Regions from separate parts of the Ovis aries genome. Here region 1 is linked to region 2. A link is a contact called in public Hi-C data. All regions are on one chromosome and are shown on one strand. Each heading gives the region's core, a stretch centred on a gene start, on an enhancer-like site or on the middle of the called end of the contact. The rest is flanking DNA. Distances are from core to core; before and after follow the strand shown.

Region 1 (5,591 bases), core at 2,612-5,111, 70 kb before region 2:
ATGCCTCTTTGGCAGGAAGAGGGAAGTGACTCTCCGCTCCCCCTCCCCCCGCAGTCAGGTGGTGCAGGGTCACGATTAATATGATGATCGCTGGCGTCCACTTGGATGACTGGGTTTGGGTGGTGCCTGCCAGTGTCCCCCGCCTCCGGGAACTCACTCATCTTCCCTTAGCAGTTGATGGGAGCCTTGTGGGGAAGAACTGTAAAACAAGGCAAATAGACCATTTCTCACCAAACTTTCAAGTTACAAATATTATTATTTTAATACATATTTAAATACACTGGCTATGCACAGCCCTCTGGTTTTTTGTTTTGTTTTGTGGTTATGATACCCTACCATTGTGAGCATCTCTGACTTGCCAGTGGGTGCCCGTCCTCTTGAAGCGGCTACACCGTCTCTCTTGACCAGTCCCTGTTATCCTCTGGACTTTCCTACTTCCCAGCATGGTAAGATGTTTCAGACTCTTTCTACCCTCTCTCTGCCCAAGCCCTATGACCAACTGTTTTTCCAAAGGACCCTGCTTCCTTTTAGTGGAGGATGGCACTTAGAAGCCAAGACACAGCTTCTCAGGGTGCTTGCTGCTGTTGGGGGTGTCTCTCCTCTCAAGGCCTTTCCCTGGGGAGAGCTCGGGGTTATATGGACGCCTGTACAAACATGCATCCCCGTTTACAGTCTCATGCGTCCACATGGATAAGTCCAATTCAATGCCTTGCACTTATTTATTCCTTTCCATTTTAAAATTCCCATCTGACTTGTCACCAATAATTCATTTCCTTATTGGCTCAATCCCATAAGTAATCAAGCTGCCTGGCCAGCAGATGTCTTTTTCCTCCTCAGGCTCTGACCTCAATCAGGACAGCCCCATGGCATCGCTCTGGGCTCCACAGTCCAGTTCCAGGAGCCTGAAGTGGCAGGCTGGTGACACACATGCCTTCCCTCTGCCCACCTTCCTCCCACCTGGAAACATCTCCCAGACACACTGTTTGGACCCAAATCTTTGGACCCAAGTCTCAGGATCTGCTTCAGTGGAACCCAAACTAAGGTAAAAGGTTTAAGTTTTTATCAAACTTGTGTTACTTAAGTGATTTTTTTTTTTCAAATTTAAAGTTTTGAAACAGTATCTTAGGGACTTCCCCAGTGGCGTAGTGGATAAGAATCTGCCTGCCAAAGCAGGGGACATAGGTTCAGTCCCTGGCCCGGGAAGAGTCCACATGCCACAGAGCAGCAAAGCCTGTGTGCTACGAACCACTGGGCCACACTCTAGAGCCTTCAGCAAAAGAAGCCACTGCAAGGAGAAGCCAAGCAGTGAAGGGCAGCCCCTGCTTGCGGCTAAGCAACGAAGACTCAGCACAGCCAAAAATCAAACAAACCACTAAACAACATAAAGATAAACAGGATCTTAGCCCTTTCCTGACAATGGCAGTCTGTGCTTGTTTGAGGCCAAGTGTTTTCTTCCCAGGGAGCAGGGATAAGGGAGCAGGTGGGACCAAGGAGGGCAAGGCTGGTCCTCCAGGGAAGCTGTCTGTGGGCGTCTCTGTAAGCACTTGCTGACTTGAGTCTCCTGGTCCATTCTCCCAGCTGGGCGTCTAAGCTGTTCCCCGTGGCAATGGATACCACATCACTGCCAGCATGCTCATCTCCTGGGTCCTGGGGCGCTGCCAGTTCCAAAAGCCAGCACCCAGCTGCTGGAGGCCTCTGAGGGGCCTGAATGACCTTGCTCCCTTACAAGCAGGTTTGTCCATCCTTGGCCTCCTTGGCTGCAGGAGACGGATGCCACACAAGGCAGGATTTGGTCTCCTTCCCCACTGGTCCCAGAACTTGGCTCATGCCCATGGGGGTATGCATTCCATAAGTGCATGTTTATCTCTTGAGCAAACATGTGCACGACCAGCTGCCCATACCCATCAGTGCAGCAAGGGCTGGGGAGTGAGCTGGGTGGCCTGGTGCACTGGGTTCCTCCTCTGCCCCCAGACATGGCTGTACCTGTGGCCTGGCCCCTCCACCTGCCAGCGAGGTGAGTGGCCTGTAGCAGTGGTCAGTGGGAGGAGTAGGCCACTTGCCAGGACAGCTGCAGTGATGAGTTGATGGGAGGAAGGTCAACAGGTGGGGCCCCAGCTGGGCTTGTGGAGAAGACAGGACCGGACTGACTCTCTAGGCACAGCAGCCCTGGCCCATGGTGGTTGGGGTGGGCTCAGCTGCTCTAGAAACTCCAACATCTTTTGGGGAAGGAAACCTCAAAGTCCACTGAAGCAGTGAAGTTTTACAAACCAGTCCAGGCCCTTTCCTGAATCTCAGGGCCCTTCACCCCTCACCTATGCACAGTCACTTTGGCTTCAACCTGGGTTCTCAAGCTCTGGGAGTGTTGTCTCCTCCACTTGGTCCCCTCTTAAGACCCCTTCCTGGAGCCCTGCAAAGCCAGAAGGCAGAGGGGAGGGGGCCCCCTGGAGTCAGGCACTGCCCATCCAGGGGCCCTCAGGCTCTTGGCCCTCCTGAGAATGATGGCTTGGCTGAAGGAGCGGGAGGAATCGAGCGTTTGGCTGAAAACCCTCCCTGTCCAGCCTTCCAACCACCTTCTTTCAATTACAAGTCACCTGATTGTATGGGAGTCAAAGCCATGTAGAAGGAACAGACTCAGGTACAACAGAAAATTTTTGGTCCAGATGTTGTTTACTTGCGAAGTCATGTCTGACTCTGCGACCCCATGGACAGCAGCATGCCAGGCTTCCCTGTCCTCCTTCACCATCTCCGAGAGTTTGCTCAAACTCATGTCCATTGAATCGGTGCTGACATCCAACTGTCTCATCCTCTGTTGCTCCCTTCTCCTCCTGCTGTCAATCTTTCCCAGCATCAGGGTCTTTTCCAGTGAGTCAGTTCTTCACATCAGGTGGCCGAAGTATTGGATCTTCAGCTTCAGGTTCAGTCCTTCCAATGAATATTCAGGGTTGATTTCCTTTAGGACTGACTGGTTTGATTTCCTTGCAGTCCAAGGGACACTCAAGAATCTTCTCCAGCACCATGGAGTCTGCGAAAGCAAAGACATCTCTTTTCTTGTTTTGTATGGACCCCTTTCCTAGTTTTCCTGTGTTGGCAGCCATAGGAAAACCTGGTGTTCAGTGGACATGTGGGTAGGAGAGGGTTCACGCTCACGGTAGGGAGCTGTCAGTTCTTCAGATGTAGAGCAATGCACCCTGAACCACAAGGTCCCCCCATGAGATTCTGCAGCCATACAGATGTGGGGTCTCTGCCCATTCTTGCTGCCTCTCTGGACACTTGTCCATGCCTGCAGAGACACCCATTCAGCTCCCCGGGGCAGGAATGCTGGTTTGGGGCCAGTTTCCATCTCCAAAGGGGAGTCAGGAGCAGTAAGGTCCAAGCTGAAGGTCACACAGGCTGAAGTGGGTGGGCCCTCTCACCTCTGCCCAACACTGTGGGCCCCCCATGTGTCCTCCAGTGTCTGGGCCAGCTTGGGTGCCCCGGTCCTTTGGAAGAAAAGTCGCCACTGCCTAGCTGGGCTGGACTGTCCCTCTGCCCTTGAGTTAAGCACAACCAGAACTGTCTTCTAGATCTCAAGTCCCAAGCTCCCAGGACTCTGCTAGACACTGTTTCCTCTGGGGGCCACCCGGTCAGCCTGTCCAACCTCAGGCCCTTGTCTTGTCCCACCCAGCGCTTTCTGGTCTGTCTGTCCTTCGTGATAGAGCCAGGGTGCAGAAGGATGGACAGTGTGATCTCACACTGGCCCTGCCCTGGGTGCCCTGCAGATGTAAAATGGCTCTTTGAGCCTGGGAGCTGTTGGGTAAGGGTAGGGCCAGCGTGCTCGGGGCACGCAGGCAGGAGCCAGGTTCCTGAGAAGCCCCGGCCTCATGGTAACCTGGACGCAAGCCCTGCCCTGGAACTGGCGGTGGGCGCACAAAGTAGCTGTGTGGGGGACCATCGAGCAGGGTCGTGGGGTGGTCGGCCCTGCAGCCAGTCATCCTTTGGGGGTTGCTGTGTTGCGCCTGCATTGCTCGGGGGGACCCCCAGAACAGTCTGCACGGTGCCTGTCTCCCGTGTGGGGTCTCTGGGGTGTTGCCATCCTGTAGTAACCCACGTCGTCTGGCTCGGTGTCCTAGTCCTGCGTGGGACTTGGGTCATATTGCCTCGTCACGTGCGTGGGGACCCGGGGGGCTGGGCCGGGAGGCGTGCGGTAGAGGGTGCGCCGGCCCCATCCGTCCGCCCCTCAGCTGGTTTGCGGTTGTGGTGGGGGGGCCCTGTGTGGGTTTCTGGGCTCCGGCGGCGACACGGCGGCTGGACGGGCGCCTTCGCAGCCGCGCAGGAAACAGCCTCCACCGGATGGGGGGCCCGGGGCGCAGCCACCGCCCCCGCCGAGCGGCCTTCCGGCGAGCGGGCCCGAACGGAGCCGAACGGAGCTGAGTCCCGGACGGGCGGGGCCGAGAGTAGCCGAGCGAAGCCGAGTCGCGGGCGGGCAGGCCCGAGACCAGCCGAGCGGATCCGAGTCCCGGGCCGGAGGGCGGACCCGAATGCGGCCGAGTGAGGCGGAGCGCCGAGCGCGGGCGGGGGGAGCGCGCGTTCCTGGAAGAGCCTGGCCGGGGGGGCGGCGGGCGCATTCCTGGCTGGCGCTCGGCTGAGGCCGACGCGCGGCCCCAGACGACGCTCGGGGCGGGGCGGTGGCGCGGGGCGGGGCGGGACGCGGGGCGGGGCGGCGGCGTGAGCTCAGCGCCGGGCGCTCAGTCCGAGCTGGAGCGAGCCGCCGGGAGGATGTGCGCCGAGCCCCGCGCCGCCGCCGCCGCCGCGGTCTGAGGCCGCCCCACAGGCGCTCCGCCGCCCCGGAAGCCGCGTGCGCGGGCGGGCGGGCGGGTGGGCAGGCCGCGGAGCCGGGCGCGGGCGGCGGGGTGGGTGCGGGCCGGGCCGGGAGGCCGGCGGCGGGCGCAACGCGGCCGGCCAGCGCCGCCGGGACGAGCCGGGCGGGCGCCGCGCGGTGGGAGGAGCGGGGCGGCGGCGGCGCGCCGCGCGAGGACGGCCCGGCGGGCCCCGCGCCCGCGCCCCCGCTCCTCCCGGGCCCCTCGGCCTCGGCCGCCGCGGCGATTCGCGCCTCGCGGCGCCGGCACCTGCCCGCGCGCCCCCCGCGAGCCCCGGGCCCGCGAGCGTTGGCGTTGGCGTTGGCGGCGCGCGCTGGGGCATGCCCCGCGCCTAGGGCCCGGGGGGCGCGCGGGGGGCGCGCGGGGGGCCCGGGCGGCGGCGGGCGCGGCGCGGGGCGCGTGGATGTGGCGCCGGGCCCGGGCGGCGGCGGCGGGCTCCAGCGGCGGGACCCCTTCGCCCCGCCCGCCTTCCCCTTCGGGCCCCCGGGCGAGGCCGAGGCCGCGGCCGTGATCGGCCGGGAGCCGGCGGCGGGGGGCGGCCGGGGCCGGGGCCGGGGGCGCCGCCGGGGCGCGCGGGGCGGCGGCGGGGGCCGCGGGGGCCCGGGCACGCGGGAGCGGGAGCGGCCTGGGGAGCCGGAGCGCACCATGGAGGCGGCGGCGGGCGGCCGCGGCGGCTTCCAACCGCACCCGGGGCTGCAGAAGACGCTGGAGCAGTTCCACCTCAGCTCCATGAGC
Region 2 (6,433 bases), core at 204-2,703:
CGGTCGTGGCCCCCAGCTCTGGGAAGGCCCCTGAGCTGCCCACCAGGGCAGGGATGGTGGGAAGCAGGCGCTGACTGGCCCGGGCTCCCCCCGGGGAAAGCATGGATAGCCGAGACAGTGGAGAAGGGCACTGGTCACACCCGCCCAGCCTTGGGAGGCCCAGATGAGCCGGCCTGGTTCTGGGTGTTCAGGCAGGGGCCGCGCCCTCTGGCTAGCACTCAGAAGTGGTTGTTGAGCCTTTTATTAAAGGCTCAACTAGTGGCGGGAGTCTTGGGCACCCCTCCAGCTCAGGGCTTCCAGGTCTTCACTGGGGACATGGGGCTGTTGGCCTGCCCCCCTTGCCAAGACCCGAAGGTGTTTGAAGGCCATGGACAGCGTGTGGCCCAGGAATGGAGGGGTGGTCACATCGCGAATCATGATGACATACTCGCCTGCAAGAGACGGGCACTTGGACTCAGCTCCTGCCACCCTCAGATCCTCGGCTCCCACCCTCAGGGCCCCCGGCTCAGTGCCTGGTCTAGGGCAGCAGGCCTTTCTCTTCCTGGGGTGCTGGGGGTACAATCTAAGTAAGTACATTGGGGGTGAGTGAAGCCACCTCCCACCTCAGGACACAGGCCCAGTGATGGCTCCATGTCCTAGGGTGGGAGTGGGGGCCACACCAGGGACGCAGACCAGCTCAAGGACTCCCCTCCCCGCCAGTGGGGCCGTGTGGCTTAGGGCAGGGGTTCTTTCGAAAATACGTTCCTATCTTTTTAGGAGAAAAATAATTAACTTCCTCTAGAATGTTTTTAAAAATAATTAGCCTCTGAAGACATGGCTGTCTGGCTTGTTTTGTGGGAAGGGGCGGCTCTGGGGGTGGGGTGGGATGGGGGGCCGCCTGATGGGGGACGTGGGGAGAGAAGGAAGTACTTTTCCTCCATAGTCTGTAAACTGTCTGGAGAGCTTCAAAGTTGGAGAAACCATAAAAAAGAAAATAAGAAATAACAGAAAGTGAGGTTGCCGTGGAAACCGTCCTCTCCCGCCCGAGCCCGCGGGGGCTGGCACCGGAGCGCGGAAAAAGCTCGCCGGGCTGGCCGGGGCTCCCACCAGGAATGCAGCCGCAGCCGAAGGGGGCGCGGGAGTCCGCTCCCACCGTCAGGGAACATTCCAGCACCCGGGCCTGGAAAACAGGCTGCTTCCCTGGCTGCGCAGCTGCCCTCCGACTCAGGCCAGCCTGGAGGCCCGTGGCTGCCCCGTGTTTCCTGGGGCGGACAAGAAAAGGCCTCTGGGGCTGGCAGGAATTTGCTCAGCCTTGAGTCAGTTCCTTCAGAAGAAATCACGGTTCTGGGGGGCCGGGGGGGCCGGGAGGGGGCCCACATTCCGCAGCCGGGGCACCGGGCCTCCCTGGCGGGCCTGGAGGAACGCTGCGCATGGCAACGCAGAGTGTTTCCAAGCAGCCGGTTTCTAGGTGTTCCCGGGAACATGCAGCCACTCCAGCCGCGGCTGAGGGCGCCGACCGGTGGGGGAGCGGCCTCAGAGCCGAGTCCTAGCCCTCAGCTGACCTTGTTCCTGAGGCCGCCCTTCTCCCAGCAGATGGGAAAGGCCTGGCCGGGGGCCCCCTTGCCTGCCTCAGAAACCACCCGAGGCCTGGCCCCAACCGCCACGTGGTCCTGCCATGGGCCCGGCGCCCAGCCTGGCCTGGCCCGGCCTGACCCACGTTACAGAGCCGTCCACCTGGCTTCGCCCCTCACAGCCTGGACATCCAGCCTGTCCCTGCCAGCCTCTCCCAGGTGGTGCACGGGGTGGGGGTGGGAGGGCAACCTCTCCACCGCCGCCTCGGCATGTGGGGTCCTAGGGTTCTGCTGGGGGTGACCTTGGTGCTGACCCTACTGGCTGGTTGGTAGGTGTGTGTGGCTGTTGGGACAGTGAGGACCAGCCCAAAGGAAAGATGGGGGCACTGCCTGGACCCCCGGCCGTGCCCCGCACAGGGCCTTTCCAGCTGCAGTCAGCCAGCAGGGCTTGCCAGCACTCACCGCTGCACAAGGCGTCGGGGGGGCCCACACCTGGAGGCCTACTGGCCTCCTGATCAGGATCCTAGAGACAGGAGCCAGGGTTTTTCGCCGTGGCCGAGGGGACGGGAGGTACCCTGGCCTGGCATATGCAGTCCTTTGAGGGGACCAAGGCTTGGGAAGACCCTCAGCCCGTTGGCACACCCTCCTCCTGCCCAGGCCCTCTTGGAGCTCCTTCGGAGGGCCCGGAGAGCATGGTTGGGGGCAGCTTCATGTGCCTTGGGGCCCACATGGAGCCCCGGAGCTGCCCTTTATGACGATGTGCTCAGGGGTGGACACAAAGGTTCTGCTGGGATGGTGGAGTGACAGCTGGGGATGCTCCACGTGACCGTGTTTGGGAGCTGCCTGCCTACCTGGGAAGGCCTCTGCTGCCGGCTCCGCCTTGGCCGCCCCATCAAGCCTGTGGGGAGAGAGGAGGAAGCTTTGAATGCACAGCCTGGCCCCTGAGTCTGGGCCTCTGGCCTCTAGGCCTGAGGATGGTAGCGGCCGCAGGCCAGCCCTCATGTGACCATCCTGTCCTCAACTTCTCTTTGCTCTGCCTGCACCTGGGGGGGTGTCCCTGTGAGGCTTTGGACCCCCTGGGCCCTCAGCCCCTGAACCCCACCATCTAATCCCAGACATGCCCATGGACGGATGGAGGTGGAGACAGACAAACCCGGTCCTGTCCACCCCACGGGCGCTGCGCATGCAGAATCCAGGAGCAGCTCTGAGAAGTGGGCGCCAGAGCTGCAGGTCTCGAGGACACGCGGCGTCTGTGTGGAGGGGATGTGAGAGCTGTGCTTATTTTCCAGCAAGAAGTGACAAGCGGCAGCCAGGACTCAGCGGGCGTGGGGCCCTGGGGCACTGGCACCCCCCACATGAGGCGGGAGAGGAGAGGCAGCAGGTGAAGACAGGAGGGGCTGGGCCCACACCTCTGAGGCCTGGAGCCCCTCACCTGTGGCCGCAGCTGCTGCAGCTGTTCCCCGTGAGGCCCAGTCTCAGCTTGTCTGTCTCAACCGCTCCAGCTTCTGCTTTGCTGTGTGACAGGCTCACCCTGCCTGCCCGCAGGGGAGGATCACCTGCCCAAGGAGGACCCGGCTGTGTCCCTGGCAAGGACCAGCTGGCATCATCTCCAGGAGAATGCAGATTGCCCACACGGGGCCCTGCGCCCAGTTGACTCCTGGCCGCCTCCTCCGTTTCTCCTCCAGGTCAGACCCTCAGGGCCCCCAAGCATCCTCGGGGGACAAGGGAGCCGGTGACGCATGGATGGCCACCCCGGATCCTCTCTGGGAGGCAGAGTCCGAGGTGTGAATTATCCTGAATTATTTGCCCCAAATTATCCTCCAAAGGGACCTGGGGGAACCAGGCAACGCCCACCCGTCCTCCCTGGCCAGCGGTTTCCTGTTCTCAGAGCCCGGGGGGCCTCCTTGCACAGGCTTGGTGACCCACCAGGTTCTGACCCCGTGCCAAGCTTCGATACCACATACATGGTTTGGGTGATAAAAAATTAAAGACAAAAGATTTCAAAATTATTTCATTTCGAGTAGGGGAAAATGGGCCTTGGCTTGGACCCAGGAGCCACGTTAAAGATTTTGAAGTGCGGGTAAGGAGGGGAGGCAGATAAATAATTCAGCTCTAAGAATAACCAGAGCCTGTCAGGCTGCCAGCTTTAAGAGAAATAAACCGGGTTACAAGAATCCTGAGAGTTTTTACAGAACCCCCAGGGCTTCAAGAAAACAGGCAGAGTCAGGAAGGAGCTGCCGGAGGTGCAGGTTAACTGATGGTTCTCGTGGACCCGCGGGCATAGCTGCAGCCTGGGCGATGTGTGAGGTGGTGGTTCTGTCTGGGCCCAGAAGTGCCGACTGGACCCCCCTGGTGTACACAGCACTGGAATCAGGAGGGCTTGGAGCTGGGACACTTGACGGGCTGCCTCTCAGACTCCACCTGGACCCCAGGTCGGGGGAAAGCACATGGGGGAGATCCGTAACTCAGGTTTGGGTGGGGTGGGGAGGGATGCGGGAGGGGCTGGGTGTACCCCGGGGTGTACCCCTGGGTGTCCTGCAATCCCCCGCCCTGTGGTTAGAGTCTTTGTGCTCCTGTTTCTTGTGCTTGGGATTCTCCATTGTCTGGTACCTGTGGGTTCATAGTTGTCATCAAATTTGAAAAACTTCTGGCCATTATTTCTTCAAATATTTTTTCCATTTTCTCCTCACCACATCACTTTGGAAGCTCTGATTTTTGTGTCTGTTTGGCTTTTTGAAGTCTCAGGGTTCCGTAAGCAGGATTGGCTTACTGGGTCTGGTCATGTCTTTCTCTCTGGGTTTCACTTTGGATCCACTTGCCCTCTTTACAGCTGTTACCCCTCCCTCGGACATTGCAGTTTCAACCTCCAGACGTTTGATTCCGTCTTTTCGTACCTTCCGTGTCCTGTCCAGTTATCACCTGTCCAGCGTCTTTGTCTACAGATTCTTTCAGCGCTGTCATTCAGGCTCAGTTTTGATTGATGGATTTACTCTCATTATGGGGCCTGCCTTCCTGCATTCCCTGCGTGCCTGGTGATCTTTGAAAAGATGCCAGACACTGGGGTTACCCTCTTGCAGGCTGGATACTTTGTATTCTTGTACATATCCTCAATGCTGTTACACTGCTTAAAAAGTTTGATTCTTGTAAGGTAGGACCCTTGTGAGTATTATGCCGACACTCTGTAAATTCAGCCTGGCTGTCAGAATGAGCCCCCACTTTTCACATCTTGCTTGAGTTCTGGGCATGACTCCCTTTGACCCTCTTGGTGGGCCTTTCCTGGCCTCCGGCACAATTGATCCTCTCATGCAGAGCACAGATCTAGGGCTCCCTCCTCTCCAGGGCTCCCGTCCAGCAAACTCTCACTGCCTTGGCTTTCCAGGCCTCCCACTCCGTGTCTCCCCTCGGGGGTACTCCTGAACCTGCCCGAATCCCCTTCCTGCGCCGCAGTTGGAGACTCTGGGGATAGCATACTGGGGGCTCCCACTGCAATGGATCCCCGCCCTTCAACATCAAACGTGAAATGTCTCTAGCTCTGTTGTGTATCTTGTCCAGTTAATTACGTGTGTCCTCATGGGAGAGCGAGTCCGGCCCCTTGTGATCCACCTTGGCTGGAAGCAGAAGCCTGAACAGACCAAACCAAGGCTGGTGCCCAGAGAGCCCCAGCTTGTCTCCCAGTGACCGGCCCTGAAGGGTGGGACTCCTTGGTGCAGGGCAGCTTCCAACTCCTGCCCCCTCACCCTGCACCTGCTGTGTGGCCTTGTCCTTCCAGGCCCCCCAGTGGCATCTCGATCTGACAGATGTGTCCCTGTGAGACGATGCTTGTAGTGAAGTCCCTGGTGGCCCCCCATGAGGCCCGGGGGCCTTGCCCTCTGCCAGTCCACTGGCTGTCCCCTGGCCATGCCTCTCCCTTCTGGAGGCCCAGAGAGCATCCTTCTGGAGCTGGCGCTACACAGGACTGCACCGGGGTCACAGAGGCCCCAGGAATCTGCCCTGGGTCCTGTCCATGAAAATGACCACGAGCACGTCTGTCCCCCAGGAGAGCCGTTGCCAAGGCGATGCCCACTGATCCTGGGCACAGTGTGGGTGCCACAGCCAAGCTCCATGTTCTGTGGCTTCTCAGTGCCTTTCCTCATGTCTCAGGTCAGGAGAGCCAATGGGTAGAGGTGAGAAAAGGGCCATGATGGGATAAGAAGCTTGAGGCTGGCTGGCCAGACTCTGGCGAGTGGGGCACCTACACACACCCCATTCTTTGGCTGGAGCAGCTGAGTGGAAGCAGGAGGTGGGGGAGCAGGCAGTGGGGGCCCTGGCCAGGTGCACCGAGGGCAGTGGCGAAGTGGTTCACGTTCTGGGGAGACTGGTTCCCTAGTGGGTCAGGAGTTCCCAGCGGCCCTATCTACCACAGACCCACAGGCCAGGGGGCTCAGGGCATGGATTCTGGCCCTGACCCTGTGGCTGTCAGTTTTCCAAGCTTTGAAATGAACACATAGGTAGCGCATGGGGTGTGGATCCCCAGACCAGATCTGGCCATGGCAACCAGTCTATGAGGCTGACTGGCTGGGAGAGGGCGGGGGCCCTTTTCTGCAGCCTGGTCAGGGGACAGCCCTGGGCAGTCTGGGTTGAGTCCAGACTCTGGCAGTGGTGGTGGGGGTGCGGGGGAAGGATCAAACCGGCGCTCATGGGAGCCCAGTCAGGACATGAATCAGGGAAATGGTTGCCCTGAGGGTCTGCAGCTCACGGGGGCCGTGGACCCAGGGCTGCTGTGGCCCCCACTAAGAGCTTGTAAGAAACTTCCAAAATTGGAAGTCAGCTAATTGCAGTATTGCAGCTGACCCTGATTTGGGGCCAAGCTGGAAACTGTCACCACCTCCCGAGGGCCCCTGAGA

The links. A called contact is a pair of places that touch in the nucleus more often than the background predicts.
Region 1: a Hi-C map of muscle shows a contact between it and region 2, with 2.3 times the contacts expected there. The contact joins the promoter of SKI here to the enhancer-like site in region 2. A contact is called at or near these places in 7 of 16 Hi-C or Micro-C datasets (blood, hypothalamus, muscle and 3 more).

What each region holds. Positions count from the first base shown.
Region 1 is chr12:49,879,325-49,884,915 of ARS-UI_Ramb_v3.0, reverse strand. SKI (SKI proto-oncogene) reads left to right here and starts at 3,861. Exons shown (of 9, transcript XM_027975748.3): 1 at 3,861-3,950; 2 at 4,221-4,527; 3 at 4,645-5,591. The coding sequence starts at 3,861. LOC121820795 (a long non-coding RNA gene) reads left to right here. Exons shown (of 3, transcript XR_006061495.2): 1 at 1-446; 2 at 838-1,042; 3 at 1,579-2,659.
Region 2 is chr12:49,806,166-49,812,598 of ARS-UI_Ramb_v3.0, reverse strand. MORN1 (MORN repeat containing 1) reads right to left here. Exons shown (of 14, transcript XM_042257381.2): 13 at 2,402-2,448; 14 at 226-431. The coding sequence ends at 256. It overlaps LOC121820794 (a long non-coding RNA gene), which reads left to right. Exons shown (of 2, transcript XR_006061494.2): 2 at 1-812. Among named protein-coding and RNA genes, the nearest start is that of MORN1, 46 kb to the right of the region's middle. Within about 2 kb of position 1,453, at least 29 of the 54 cell types and tissues checked have an H3K27ac peak or open chromatin away from gene starts, as enhancers often do. A contact at or near this core is called in hypothalamus, muscle and tail adipose tissue, where this site is marked.